4 separate regions of the Mus musculus genome follow, and all the other regions are linked to region 1. A link is a contact called in public promoter capture Hi-C data. All regions are on one chromosome and are shown on one strand. The core of a region is the stretch at or near the end of the contact, and the rest is flanking DNA. Distances in the headings are between cores, read along the strand shown.

Region 1 (3,323 bases), core at 358-2,857:
CCACTGTCCATCAAATCCTATTTATACCCTCCAAACAACACATGTCCTTCACAGGTCTTGAGCATGTGTGTCCATCTCAGCTGACATCACTCTGCCAATCAGCCCTGCATCTGCGGATGCAGCAAGAAACTGCAACACACCACCATTATGGAGCACTTCTCTCCCTAGAGTCTGACAAATGCAGCTCAACTACGAAGACCAATACATGCATGTCATTAGCAAATAAATCTTAATCCCATGTCCTTTCACGTGCTTGCTTTCGTAGAACATCCTTTCGCCTAGGTCCACTTCAGCTACATGTTCCTTCACGTGTTTAGCCCAGCAGAACACCGTACAACACAGTTTCTAAAGAACCCTTAAGTTTCCTCTTCAGTTACTAGACTTGCATTTCAATTCAAAGATTAGGGTGTTGATAGAGAGTTAGCTGCACATCGTGACTGAGACTTTTCTTAGCTCGTAAGCATTTTATAGTCAAACTCGGTTGTATATAATCGCAAACCCATTTCTATTACCTTCTTTTTAAAAATAATTTTTACCTTTTAAATGATTTTTGTGTATGTACAATATATGTGATCAATATATGTGGACACAACTTACTTTCATGTAACAAGATAGTAAGTGTCACAACTTCCTTGACTAAGTCATTGTAATGTAAAACAACTACATACACTAGGAAAAGGTGACTGGAATCGGGCGTGGTGACTGAGGCAGGAGGTTTTAGGCAGCTCAACCTAATCTACATAGTGCATTCCACCCCAGCCTAGAGTAAGGAAGACAACTCTGTCTCAAAACCAAACCAAACAAAAAAGTGAACGCTAAATTACCAAGTATCATGAAATACTCCTTAATATTCTTTTCCGGATGTGGTGAAGCAAGCTTTAAATCCTGTAGTTGGGAGGTGGAGGGGGTAGGATCCGAACTTCTATTGACCATCCTCAAGCACAAAACGAGGTTTAAGCCAGAAGAGGTTACATCAGACCAATCACAAAACAAACCATCAGGCGGAAAGAAAGGTTTGGTTAAGTTTGACTTCAGATCTCAAAGTTTCTGTAGTCTGGCTACACGCAAACTGCGCACGCTTAGAAAGTTCAGAGCTGCCAGCCGACAATGACAGGAAAGTAGGTCCAGGTAGAACAGGCTGAACGCCGTGGGCCGCCCCGTTCAGCCCGGATCCAGCGAGGGCACAACGCCGACTGCGGGGGATGGGAGCCAGGCCGGCGGCCCGCGGAGCTCAGCAGGCCAGGCGCGGGCGAGCCGGAGGGCTGCTCTCTGCTCCGGGCTTCCGCGGCCTCCCTCCCGCTCGCCGGCCTCCCGCGCCGCGCCCCGTCCCCTCCCTTGTCCACAACACGGCCTCCCGCCACCGTTCAGCTCCGGGTGGTAGCCATTCCCCACCCCGCCAACCGCTTTTCTGTCCCGGGCCCCACTCACCTCGGCTGCGCAGCAGCCCTCACCTTCGCAGCTGCTCAGCCTTCCAGATTGGCTGTCCCAGGACCTTATGCCAATCAGCCAATCCCCGCCCCTGGCCCGGCCTAGGCTGACCAGTGAACGGCTCGCTGAGGCCCGGGGGCGGGCTCAGGAGAGGCCGGCGGAAGGCGTGTCTGCTCGCCGGCCACGCCGGCTACCTGTCCCGGGCTCTGTGCGCACGCGCGGTGCCCAGTAAGGGGCGTGTGCTTGCTAGTGTGCCGCGCTTTGTCTTGGGTGCTTCTGCCCCTGTTATTTTTGTTGGTAAACTTCGCCCCTTTTGGGTGTAGGAATACCCACATTCCGAGTGAAGTCTCAAATGTGTGCCCGCTGAAAGGAGCTAGGTCCTTAGCCTAGCCTAGCCTAGCCTGTGTCGAGCCCTTCTCAACCCACGCTCTGTGGGGACTTTGTCTGCCAGGGCGATCTGTTTCGGGCCTCAAATCCCGGACGTATGTTCTGGAGGAGTGGAAGGCGCGGCTCAGAGGGAGTGAAGACTTTTCCTGCCTTCAGTTCCCCCGCCTCAAAGTCTGCCTAATTGGTGTGCGTAGTTTTTAATGAAGGGTTATTCTAGATTTCAGATAACCTAGTCATGAAAATACGATCAGTCTGTGTCAAGTTAGCTATAAGCAGCACGGTGGTGTGTGTGGGTGCGATAAAACGTGAATATGGAGGGAAAGCCTATCAGTAATTCAAGAGGCCGCTCCTACCTGGGCGTGGCGGCTCCTGCTATGTAAAACGAGTAGTTTGAAGTTGGAGGCTGGAGGATCCAGAGTTGAAGACCAGCCTATGTCCAAAACAACCTGGAAGAGGGTGGAAGAGTTGAGGTGGGAAGTGGGCAGCAGCTGTTGCTACTTCGCCTTCTCTCTTACCCTCTCATTGGAGCGCTGGTGTTCTTACCCTGGATGGCCTAAATTCCTCCTGGCTACTGCTTTGGATTTCACCTAGAGCTTCAATTCAGTTACTCAGCAACGGCTCGTTGGGAGCCCATTATGACAGTACAAAGTTGGTGGGGTTTGTTTGTTTGTTTGTTTGTTTTTTAAGCCTTGAACCACACCCTGAGTAAGCCTACCAAAAGGCAGGGAGATCAAAACAAGGTTAATTAATATATGTGACCAAGTGTTATAACGTTTTAAGTACAAAAGGGCCTGACAGGCTGTGACCAAGGCTGGGAGAGAGAAGCCTGAGAGAGCAGTTCAGGGAGGGGTGCTTGGTCTGAAGGCTGATGAAAAGACAAAAGCTGCTGAAGTGAACTGGTAGGGACCACACACCAGGGCGACCATTCCAATGATACTTGTAGGATTTACTGCTAAGCTATTAGTTGCCTCAGGATCCCTGGTCACCAGCTGTGTGACCCACAGGTGACTCTCAGCTGCCTGCCACCACACAGGCCTATGTGATTGTCTATGTTTAAGAAGAAGGGTATCTGAAAGCACCCATCAGTTGGAGATGGCTTAAAACCTGTTTTTTGTTTTGTTTTGATTTGATTTGATTTTTTCTTTACAACTTCCCTCCCTTCCCACCTTGCTTTACCCTCAAGTGCCCTGGAGTGGCCCTGAACTTTTTGACAATCTAGATGAAGGTGCAGTGACTTAAACCTGAGTAATTTTATCACAAATTATTGTTTCTCCCAGTAATGGAATCATTTCTAAGAATTCTGACCAAGCTGTGTGCCATCTCATTCAATACAATAACACAAAGAGCCTATCAACATGGTGCCTGGTACCAAACCCTGGTGAAGGAAAAAGAGAGTTTGAAATACATCCAGCCAGGATCTAATCGAAGAAAGACCTGCAGTCCTTATGCTTTTGAACTTTTAAGCTTTGCTTTGCTTTTGTTTTGCTTTGCTTTTGTTTTGTTTTGTT
Region 2 (3,323 bases), core at 566-3,065, 9.4 Mb after region 1:
CCCCAGATCTGAAATAGCAGATGTGGCTTCAACATCTGGCTTTGTAAGTGGTCCCTTTCTAGGGATCCCAATCCAGGTCCTCTTGTGTGTGCAGCAAGCACTGCATCAACTAAGCCCCACAGAATGCATTTTTTTAAGAGCAAAAAATAGATACAATAACTTCCTATATCTAATTTAGAAGATCATTGTGGGATTCAATGAGGTAAGTCATTGTGGTGGTTAATCTTGTCAGCTTTACAGGACTTGGTGTGTCTTAGGGAAAGGTGTTCCCAGAGAGGCTTATCTGAGGAGGGGAGGCTCTTGCTGCCCTTGGGCAGTGCCATAGCATGGACTGGGATATTGGAATAAAAAGGACTAAACACCTCTCATCCATCCCGACTGTCAATGCCGTGTGACCGACTTCCTCACGCTGCTGCCTTCTGCGCCATGGTAGACTGGACCCTCAAAGCATGGCTCGAACCAAAGCCTTCATTCCCTGAGTCGCTGCTGTTGCCAAACATTTTGTCACAGCAATGAGAAAAGTCACTAGTACAGCCTGGTGGTGAAATCCAGACCTTTATAAGTTCTCAAACCAACGAACCTCTCACCGTCCTCTAAATCCAGCCAAGTTGGATCCTGCATCCTTATTCTCAAAGTACCTTTCCAAGCTGAAGACTGAGTTTAATATCTCCTACACATCCTCCTCTGCAACGTATTAACATTCCTTTCTCCTTTACTCAACTCCCTATTCCCACCCCTTTGCTCCTAATGAGCCGTTTTTATCCAGCCAACTTCACACTACCTGAGTGAATGTGTGTATGTTTAATATCACTCGTGCCTGTTCTTCCCCATTAGAGAAAACAAATGAACTTGTCAGACAAATAACTGTTTGGTTTAGAGTTCAGTGGACTTGGCTCAGAAGTCCTGAGTGTCACATCTGGACTGGTTATTTGTTTCCACACTGTCTATCCCCATTTCCGGGTTGCTTGTTTAATAAGTTAAAATTCAAGGCCAACAAAACCCTTGTCAGATTTATCTGCAGCTTGTTCCAGGCAATATTCGAGTCCTCCCCACCCCACCCCACTCCCCCACACAATCTCCCCTCCCACTCCCTCCCCCAGTGCCCAGTGGGTGAACCCGAACCATAGTGGATACGCCTTGGAAATTCCAAGTTAAAAGCATTTTCACCTGATTCTCAGGCAGACCCACACGCCAGTAGCTGCTCTGGGGTCTCTGTCCTCGTAAGTGGCAAGGAAGAACAGGGTGTGGGAGGCTTGCAGCCCTGGAATAGTCTTGGACCCTATTGGAATAGGGATTCCCCATCCTCCAGACCTTCTGAATGTGCGTAGGCAAGTGTTGTATTACCATACAACCAGCACATTCTCTTGGGGAGCTTTGGGCAAGGCTATTTACAACCTACATACCTGGGCCCCACCTCTCAGAGTCTCCTGTGTTTACTTTGGAGTCCAGCCAGGACAAAGGGCTCCTACAAGCTCCTCAAGTTCTTACTCTGCATCAGATCAAAGTGAAAGGTGTCCTGCAAATTGCAGTCCTTGAAGGTTAAGCAACCATCTGGGTTAAACTTGACCTTTGCAGGCTGTCCTGGGACCCTAAGGCAGTTCCCCATAGACTGCTTCTTAAGGGACAATGGGCTAAGGAGACAACCTCAGTCACAGAGTTTTTGGTCACCAGCCCTGATTTTGCGAAGCTCCAGCTCCTTGCCCTGCAGCTGGCAGCCACATTAGCCTCGCAGCAACCCCCCCCCCGACCCCGCCCCACCCTTCTCGCTCCGCCCAACCCCGCCCGTTGGCACCGCCCCCGTGACGTGCCGCAGCAGTCGCGAACATGCGCACTGAGTCCCGCGCGCTGCTCCGCCTCGGCGCTGTCATTCTCCGCGGCGCGGCGGCCAGTGCGGACTGCGGTTCCCGCCCGGCGCGCGGGTGCTGTGACTGCTCCTCCGGGGCGGACTGGTGACTCTGCAGCGCTCTGGAGCCTCTCGTGCGGGGACTCCGTGGTGTCGCATTCCCTCAGAGAGGGAGACACGCACCCGGAGCTCCGAGCACAGCTCTCAAGGGCTGGCGGCCACGACGGCGTTTGCTCGGGTTCCCGGTGCAGTCCGAGTCTCTGCGGCCGCCCGGTGCGCCCGGGAGAGCGCACCTCCCCCGGCACGGCAGAACCGAGGCGACGAGGATCAGGAGGGTCCTGCGCCCGCTACCACTGCCCACCGCGGGCCAGCCCGGCTGCGAGCAGCGGAGTTGCAGCGCTTTTTAGAGCTCTGGAGCCCCAGAAGACCTCTGCGAACCAGTAAGTTGACTGTAGTTTCTGAAGTTTCGGGCAGCGTGGGAAGGACAGGTTCGTTTTATTCCTGTGGTTCCAGGCCGAGGTTTTACCTCCCGTTAGCGGGGCTGCGGCTGGAGGAAGGCGTACTGGACTGTAAAGGATGGGGCATGGCATTCGAAGACTCAAGGCTGGAGTCTAGGGCTGGCTCCTGCCTCTCCCGAATGTGCCAGCTGGAAATGTGCTAGGGGAGACAGGTGCTCCGAGGGCATTTGGCCCGCCGCTAAATTGCACATTCTGAGCTCCTTGATTTTGCGCCGCGTGGGGTCAGGGACGTCAGCCACCTCCATCCTAGGAAGCTCTGCCTACATCCCCTCCATCCCCTCGGAGGACTGGCACAGAGATGAGAAGCTGAGACATTGCTGCTCGGGCCTGCAGGCTTTCTGCACATCCCACTTCACTCTTCCCTTAGGCAGAAGTTGCCAACCTCCCATAATTGGAGCCTAGCCCTTTAGGGAAAAACAACTTATGTGTCAAATGAGTGTTTTGTGCTCCAAGGCATAGAAAATGAGAAAAGTGCTCTATGCGTTTTAATTCATATGCTTTAAGAATGTGGGCAAGTCTCAAAGAAACAGGATTCCGAGGATGGCTGAGTTGTCCTGCATCTCTTATGTAAGCCTCCTGGCTGGGTACCTTTGCATCTGCAGGGGCTGCATCTGGGCCTCTACTCACTCCATTTTTTTTTTCAAGTCCAGCTTGAGCCGTATTTAATAAAAACGTTGACATGATATAGTGGTTCGTAGTCAGAAACAGGGCAGTCTTTAAATTAGACTGTCTTCTCCTAATAGGGAGCATGGGAGGAAGAACTTGGTGTATTTTTTTCAAGGCAGTTCAAGGAATTAGATACATAAATCATGCTTTAAAATACCATACATTGTACAGAGAGCATGCACAGAACCCTCTTTAGAACACATCCCCTTTTGTTTTAGTAAAAGTGGAGATTTGCTCATACCAGACAATTGTTGAGTCTGAAAGTGAAGTGCACTGATGGCCTTAATTATCTTAAT
Region 3 (3,323 bases), core at 526-3,025, 8.9 Mb after region 1:
AGTCAATAATTCTCCAGTGAACTTTGGGACACCACATAAGTTTTAGCATTTGCTTAAGTGACTAGAACAGAACCCCTCCCACCCCAGTGTATGTGTGTGTGTGTGTGTGTGTGTGTGCAGTCATGTGAGTGTACATGTTTGTGTGTGCTTAGAGTTTTCTTCTTGTCATGTATGGAGGTCTCTATAGACATCAGAGCCACCTCCACACACTCAGCAACAGGGTTCTGTATTGTGTGACACCAGCCTGCAGTCAGTGCTGCTATAACGGAATCAGAACATCAGACTCCTTTGTGCGCTTGGCTTTCAGCAGGCACTTGGCAGGAGAATGGATTGTGCTGAGTTACCTGACTGTAGCAAGGAAGAAGCAGCAGAGGCTGCAATGAGCCCCATGGAGTCCTGCTCATCTGATGGAGGAAGCTAGCGATCATTTAATGTAAAGACATCTGATACCTGGTCCCTCATCTGTCCTGCTTTGCAATGTCAGGGGAGGCTCTTTCACTCATACAGCATGCATTTGATAAGATTTTTATTTTCAAACAACTGATAATAGAGGACCCCAAAACCAAGCTCTTGAAGGTCTTTTGTGGAAGAGCAAAAAACCATGAGTATGTGATAGACACCCACATCAGTGTCTTAAGGCAGCAGGCTTCAGAAGAGTAGACTCATTTTGTCTTTGTGGGTTTATCAATCCGATTTGCTGTCCCTGCCACTCATCTCTGAGACATGTTACATGTTGTTGATAATTTCTTGTTTTGATTCCTGAGAACCAATCACTTCACAAGTAATTATGCCAGGGCATTGTGGTCATCTTGTGGGTAGGTCATCTGGATAGAGTTCCACTTAAAAGTAACATACTTACCATGGTACTGTTCCACGTGAGGAAACATTTTAAGAACCATAAACTAGCCTTTGTTGGTCATCCAGAGCAAGTGGTTGAGCCATGAAGATTCTCTGCGGATTTTGGAGTCAGGGTGCTATGCTCTTGTTGTGTGAGTTTGGGACAAATCCCCTGACTTCTCCAAGCTTTGTTTTCCTCATCTGTATTGTGCAGGGACTCTTCATGAAACCGTTCTAACACTTATGTTTAAGCACGTAAGAGCACAAGTGCTGTCTGGTGTGGTGGCAGGTGCCTGTAGCCCGAAAGTGGAGGCAGGATGCTCAAAGACTTCAGAAGCCAACCTATGCTACATAATGGAACACTGCTAAAAATCGACGCCTTTGAAAGCGGCTCAAAGACAGGGTGCTTGTATAGTATTTACAAAGCCTATGGTCCTTAGTATTGAGGGCTGCAGGTGCGGAGAGCAACTGCCTGCCGCCGTCAAGTCCACAACAAACAACCTGTATCTAAGTGAATTATGGAGAAGAGAGTTGGTGCAAAAAATAAAAATAAAAATCTCCTTTAGGCTTACAGGTTTAACAAATGAGAGTGCCCAATGACAGTCACAACTCCAATTTAGCTGTAGCCGAAGAGCAGAATGGGAAATGGGAAAATATAAACTAATAAAGAAATTTAACTAATATAATTTATATATAATTTAATATATAATATATAATATATTATATATATTTAATTTCACTAATATATAACATATATGATATAAACTAATAAAAAAATAAACTAATAAAGACAAAAGTGGAGATTTGAAAACGGGATTCTTAGAGAAGAAAGGGTATGCAGGAGAATGCCAGAACACGGTAACTTCAACCGGACCAGCCCTTACAAAGGCAAATTCGGCCCGGCTTACACCTCCAGTCTGAGCGAAGACGTGAAGGCGGGGTTTTAATGGGGCGGGACTTCCTGTCGGAGCAATCCCCGTTACCTCCGGAAGAGCCGAAGAACCGAGCCCTCGGACGCCGGCGGTTGAGCATCGATCGCGGTGCGCTCGCGCGAGGTGAGTCGGTTCTGTCCCTGGCTTCCGTGCAGCGTTATTCGGTGGCCGAGGCGGGGGGTTGTGCGGGCTGCAGACAAGCTCTCCCCATGCTGGGCCGGGGCGCCTGCCGGGCCCTCCTCCCGGCGGTGCTCTCCGTAGCGCTCCGGAAACAGCCGAGCGGGTTCGCCAGGCGGTCCTCGATCTCTGAGGTTCTGTGTCGCAGAATGAGCCCGGCTCTGCCCAAGCCCTCAGGGCTCTACACGGCAAGTTCCCTGGCTCACGAATTTACAGGATTAGGGGTGAACAAGACCAGGTCCGGTGATGTCCTGCGTCGGGAGCGGGGCCTGTATAGGATAGAAACAATTTTAAGTCTGTATGATTTTGTTCCCAAAGTGAGGGTGATAGAATATGACCCCCGTGAAAACAAGTCTTGAAGCAAAGGTCTTTGAAATAAAAGGGTTTATTGAGCCATTAATATATATCAGCTAGGAAATGGACCAAGACTTGGGGCACATTTTGTAAACTACCAGCAACAAAGCTAAAAAAGTGCCTCTGATGAGCTAACGCTATAATTGAATTTCAAGGCACAGGCTTTTAAAGTCTCTATTCTTGCCCCCCACCATGCTCCACAAAGCCAGAACAAACCCCAGAGAACTGTTACCTAATTAACTTCCCTTGTGTCTTCCCTCTTCTGGACCTCTACATTTTAGGGCACCTCAGAAATTTTTATTTATCAGCCTCCTTTCCTCAAGGAATATTAGAACTGATTAAGAAGATGTAGCATGCATTATAAATGACCAAATGTTGCATAGCAACAGCAGTTTTTCTGCAACTGTCTATTGCTTGATATCTGTTGGGTTGAAGATTCGATGGATGGCTTTTGAAACAGTCCTGGGGAGTCAGGAGGTGTTCTGTTCATGTTGTCACAAGGTAAAGTGTGAGTGGCTTGAGGAAGCAAGTGGTGAGGAGGCAAGCCCAGCCCAAGAATGTCCAGTTGTGACAGAATAGAAGAGAGCAGTAAGAACAAGTGTGACCAAGTTTGGAAAGCATTCTTGAAGAGCTGTAAGGAGTTTATTCTATAACTCAAAGCGCCTTTTATATGCTTGCTTGGACGCTTGGATCACAGGAAAAGGCGCTTAGGCGTGAGGGCAAATGTCTGTAATCCCACCAGCATTCTGAAGACTAAGCGAGGATGCTCAAAGCTTGAAGCCCACCTTATATCAATAAGAAGGAAGGTGAAGCCGTAGCCAGCAGCATCTGGTTGTGTCTGTCTGCTCTGTGTCCCTGCGCTTCTCCGTGTACCTGACGCTCTTACAGGGGAAGCACAGGGTGTGACTTGTCCTGGGAAGCAGGCAGAGCGGCCACCTTTCCTGGGCATGAGCACTTCCATGCTTCCCTGGGCTAGGGGCCCACGTTAGTGTTAGTGCGGTCAAGCCTGGGGTGAGTCTGGAG
Region 4 (3,323 bases), core at 430-2,929, 8.7 Mb after region 1:
TCACCACAGATACTCCTATGACATTAGTTTCTGTGGCATCAATCTTATGCCTTTGCTCAGCCACACCTCCATTTTAATTCTTTGGAAAGAGGCACCTGTTGGACACAAGTTGGATCAAATATGCTACTTGAAAAAAAAATCCAGCTTAATAAAAATGTATCTAAACCGGGATATAAACCTAGCCACAAGAGAAGCCAAATGTACAGAAGATAGAGCAATTCCTTAGGAGGGGAAATAATATATCTTTCCATTTCAAATGCTTCTTTTATCCTGTAGTTTTTACATCTTCTCGCTCACCCCACTATCACCTCAGGCTGATAAAAGCTATGCATCTTGTCTAACGATACCTTGGGTGAGCTCAAATGCCCTCTTATTATACATACATAAAAGTACACAACACAAAAGTCAGAAAAATAATCTTATTCTGTAAGCTGTGTAAACAGTTCATTTCTATTGTGGACCACTGCATAGAGTGTAAACTAAAAGTCTATAAGTAGGAACCGGCCAGTATATATATAGATTATATTGTATATATAGATTATGTTGTAGCCCTTATCTGACAACACACAGAATGTTCTTCTTTGATTACTAAAAATGTCTAGTTATCTCCTGAAAGTAAAATCTAGCCATTTATCAATACCAGAAAATATGCGATATATACATATGTATATATGTATATGTTTGTATATATGTATATCCTGTTATGTTCCACTCAATAATCTGAAAAAAAATTACTCAAACAGTTCCAACAACCTTTACAAGATCTTCATCTTTCTTCAAACTATGCTACCTGTACACTCTTATTTCTTGAGCGCTTTTCTTTCCTTGGCCCCTGGAGCCCTATTAAGAAAACTATTCCAAGGTTCATTTTTCTTTGCCTTACTTTTTTCTTCCCTTTATTCAATTATATTAATTCAAGGACAAAAAGGGCAATTTCATCCTGAAAATATCTTTATGTTTTCAACGAATTCTGTTTATCTCATACTTATTTCTCCAATAAAAGCTACACCTATGTCAGAAATCACATTATCATTTTGGAATCACCACTCTCAATTTTCCCCTTCTAGGTATCGCTCCAAAGCCCTAGAAATCATTGAATGATCTTTAAATAAGACAACTCGATTGTACTGACAAATGGTTCTGTAAACTTTGATATATAATATTAAATAATAGTGTTGCTGAAACACTAAAGGTTTTCAAATTAGCAAATCTAAGCAGCCTAATACTGTTTTCACTTGGGCTAAATTCAGAAATTCAGGCATTCAGGAATCTTTACCATAGTCCTAAATTACAGGGACAAATACACAATAAAATAGTGTTCTATCTGCCTACTCTTCAAATCAGTTGTCAATCCATCAAAGAAATGCTAATTATGGAAAATGACTAACCTTCTAGACCTCCCCCCCCAACCAGTGATAACTACAAGTCCCATGATGCAAAGCTCTAGCCCGAACTTATGCTAGCCAAAGTGCCTTCTGGGAATTGAAGTCTTCTCTTCATCTACTTGGCAAACTAGATATTGTAGCCCCATTTCTCAGAAACTCCCTAGTAATAAAGCCTGTGGAAAAAAAACTGTCGATTCCCTGTGATAAAATTAGATTTGTTCGGGCCACTGCAGAGACAGGGACCAGCAATCCCAGTGTGGGCCTCCGGGGGCGGTGCCGTGCTGTGACGTCACTTCCTGGAGCGGCATACCTCCCCCTCCCACTCGAGGCCGTCCCTTCCCTCGGTTCGCGGGAACCTGGCTGGGTGGCTGTGCCCAGGCACCGAGCGGCTGCTCCGGGGCGGAGGGTCACGTGAGGAGTCCGAGTGCCCGGGCAGGACGCGACCCGCCGCAGTCCAACAGGAGCCGCCTTCCTTCCCCTGACGGCGTGGGGTCGCGGAGCGCGCCGAGGTAGGACGCGGGGACACCTGCCGCCTGGACGGCGGGCGGGCGCGCGGGAGGCTGCGGGGCGCGGGGGAGCCTGGACCCCGCCGCACCCCTGGGCGCGCCTGGCCCGGGAGGACTGCAGGTGCGGGAGCCCGGCCTGAGGGCTCGCGGCCCGCGCGGACCGCGTCGCCCTGCCAGCTTCCCCGGGCCTGCGTTCCGCCACCGTGCTGTCACCCTCCTCCCCAGGTAGCGCGGGAGCATCCTCCTGGGTACGAGGTCAGGCGCCCCCGAAGAAGGCGACACGCCCTCCCTCCGCCGCTCGGCGCTCCCGCGGGTGGAAGTCCCCGGGCGCACCCCGAGGCCGCCCTTGGCAGCCCGGGGCCTCAGGTGGCAGATGTCAGAGGCCAGCGCCGGAGCTACGAGAATCCTGCGCGGTTCTTCTGGGGAGGTGCGGGGTGGGGGTCAGGATTCACCCAAGGGGTGAGTCCGTAGCTCAAGTTTCTTGAATGTTCCACAATAAGGAAGGTTGCACTGGCCGCGTGAGGTTAGACACCCTGTTTAAACTTCCTACATCCAGAGGGGACAGCTTGCTAAGAGGACAGTAAATAAAGTTGGGCTGGTAGACCCCCTGTTGCTGTGTATAAATAGACCTGTCATTTCTCCTGGTCGCTACTTAACATTTCTGAGTTTATTACTTAACGTCGTAATGGTAAGTCATTACTTCTTTATTCTACAAAATTATTCAGACATACAATATAACCATCTTTTGGACCTTAGGTTATTGAGAATGAATAATCTAGAATCAAAAAGCAAAACTTTTAATGATTTAATTTGATTGACTGTAAACCTGATACCTTCCCCCCCCCTTTTTTTTCGTTAACTTTACCAAGTTTGCATTTGAAATATATTTGATGCTAAGTTTAAAAAAAAATGTTACTTTCAAGACAGTTGTTGCTGGCTTGGTAGTACAGGTGTGTATCCCAGCACCTATGGAGGCTGCAAGATCAAAAGTTCAAACCTACCTAGGCTACTTACTTAGCAAGTTCACAGGCAACAACCTTGTAAGACCCTGCCTAAAAATTAACATATTTTTTAAGGAAGAGGTTTAGAATGCATGCATAGCATTGCAAATCTCAATCAAAGTAAAAGAGCATTCCTTAGTAATAATCAAACTTCGGACTGACTATGATTAGCCTGTGTAAATCCTTGGGAGTTTCAGTAATTCTATAAAAAAGTAAAATGAATGACTTTTTTCCTTCTTCTGTTCCTATGTTGCATATAGTACAACCAGGACGACAAAACTTCTCCTTCTGCTTCCATTTTTTGAGTGGGAGTAGACAGGAAATATGTTTGAATGTATGTTAGGATTAAGTCCATTTAAAATGAATATTGCAAAAAATAAAGAAAAGTAGACCAAAGGGAAAAAAAAAGAAGAAATATGTATATCATAAGG

What was found. Promoter capture Hi-C pulls out the DNA fragments that hold promoters and counts their contacts.
Region 2: a contact with region 1 is called in a promoter capture Hi-C map of pre-B cells, with 5 times the contacts expected there. The contact joins the promoter of Pag1 here to the promoter of Mtfr1 in region 1. A contact is called at or near these places in 3 of 39 promoter capture datasets (the HPC-7 cell line, frontonasal cranial neural crest and pre-B cells).
Region 3: a promoter capture Hi-C map of liver shows a contact between it and region 1, with 4 times the contacts expected there. The contact joins the promoter of Impa1 here to the promoter of Mtfr1 in region 1. A contact is called at or near these places in 4 of 39 promoter capture datasets (cranial neural crest, liver and pre-B cells).
Region 4: a promoter capture Hi-C map of pre-B cells shows a contact between it and region 1. The contact joins the promoter of Snx16 here to the promoter of Mtfr1 in region 1. A contact is called at or near these places in 1 of 39 promoter capture datasets (pre-B cells) and 1 of 484 Hi-C or Micro-C datasets (pre-B cells).

Annotation. Positions count from the first base shown.
Region 1 is chr3:19,186,394-19,189,716 of GRCm38.p6, reverse strand. Mtfr1 (mitochondrial fission regulator 1) reads right to left here and starts at 1,607. Exons shown (of 8, transcript NM_026182.6): 1 at 1,429-1,607.
Region 2 is chr3:9,832,171-9,835,493 of GRCm38.p6, reverse strand. Pag1 (phosphoprotein associated with glycosphingolipid microdomains 1) reads left to right here and starts at 1,815. Exons shown (of 9, transcript NM_001195031.1): 1 at 1,815-2,283.
Region 3 is chr3:10,329,891-10,333,213 of GRCm38.p6, reverse strand. Impa1 (inositol (myo)-1(or 4)-monophosphatase 1) reads left to right here and starts at 1,775. Exons shown (of 9, transcript NM_018864.6): 1 at 1,775-1,892. It overlaps Slc10a5 (solute carrier family 10 (sodium/bile acid cotransporter family), member 5), which reads left to right. Exons shown (of 1, transcript NM_001010834.2): 1 at 1-1,480.
Region 4 is chr3:10,438,486-10,441,808 of GRCm38.p6, reverse strand. Snx16 (sorting nexin 16) reads left to right here and starts at 1,679. Exons shown (of 8, transcript NM_029068.4): 1 at 1,679-1,894.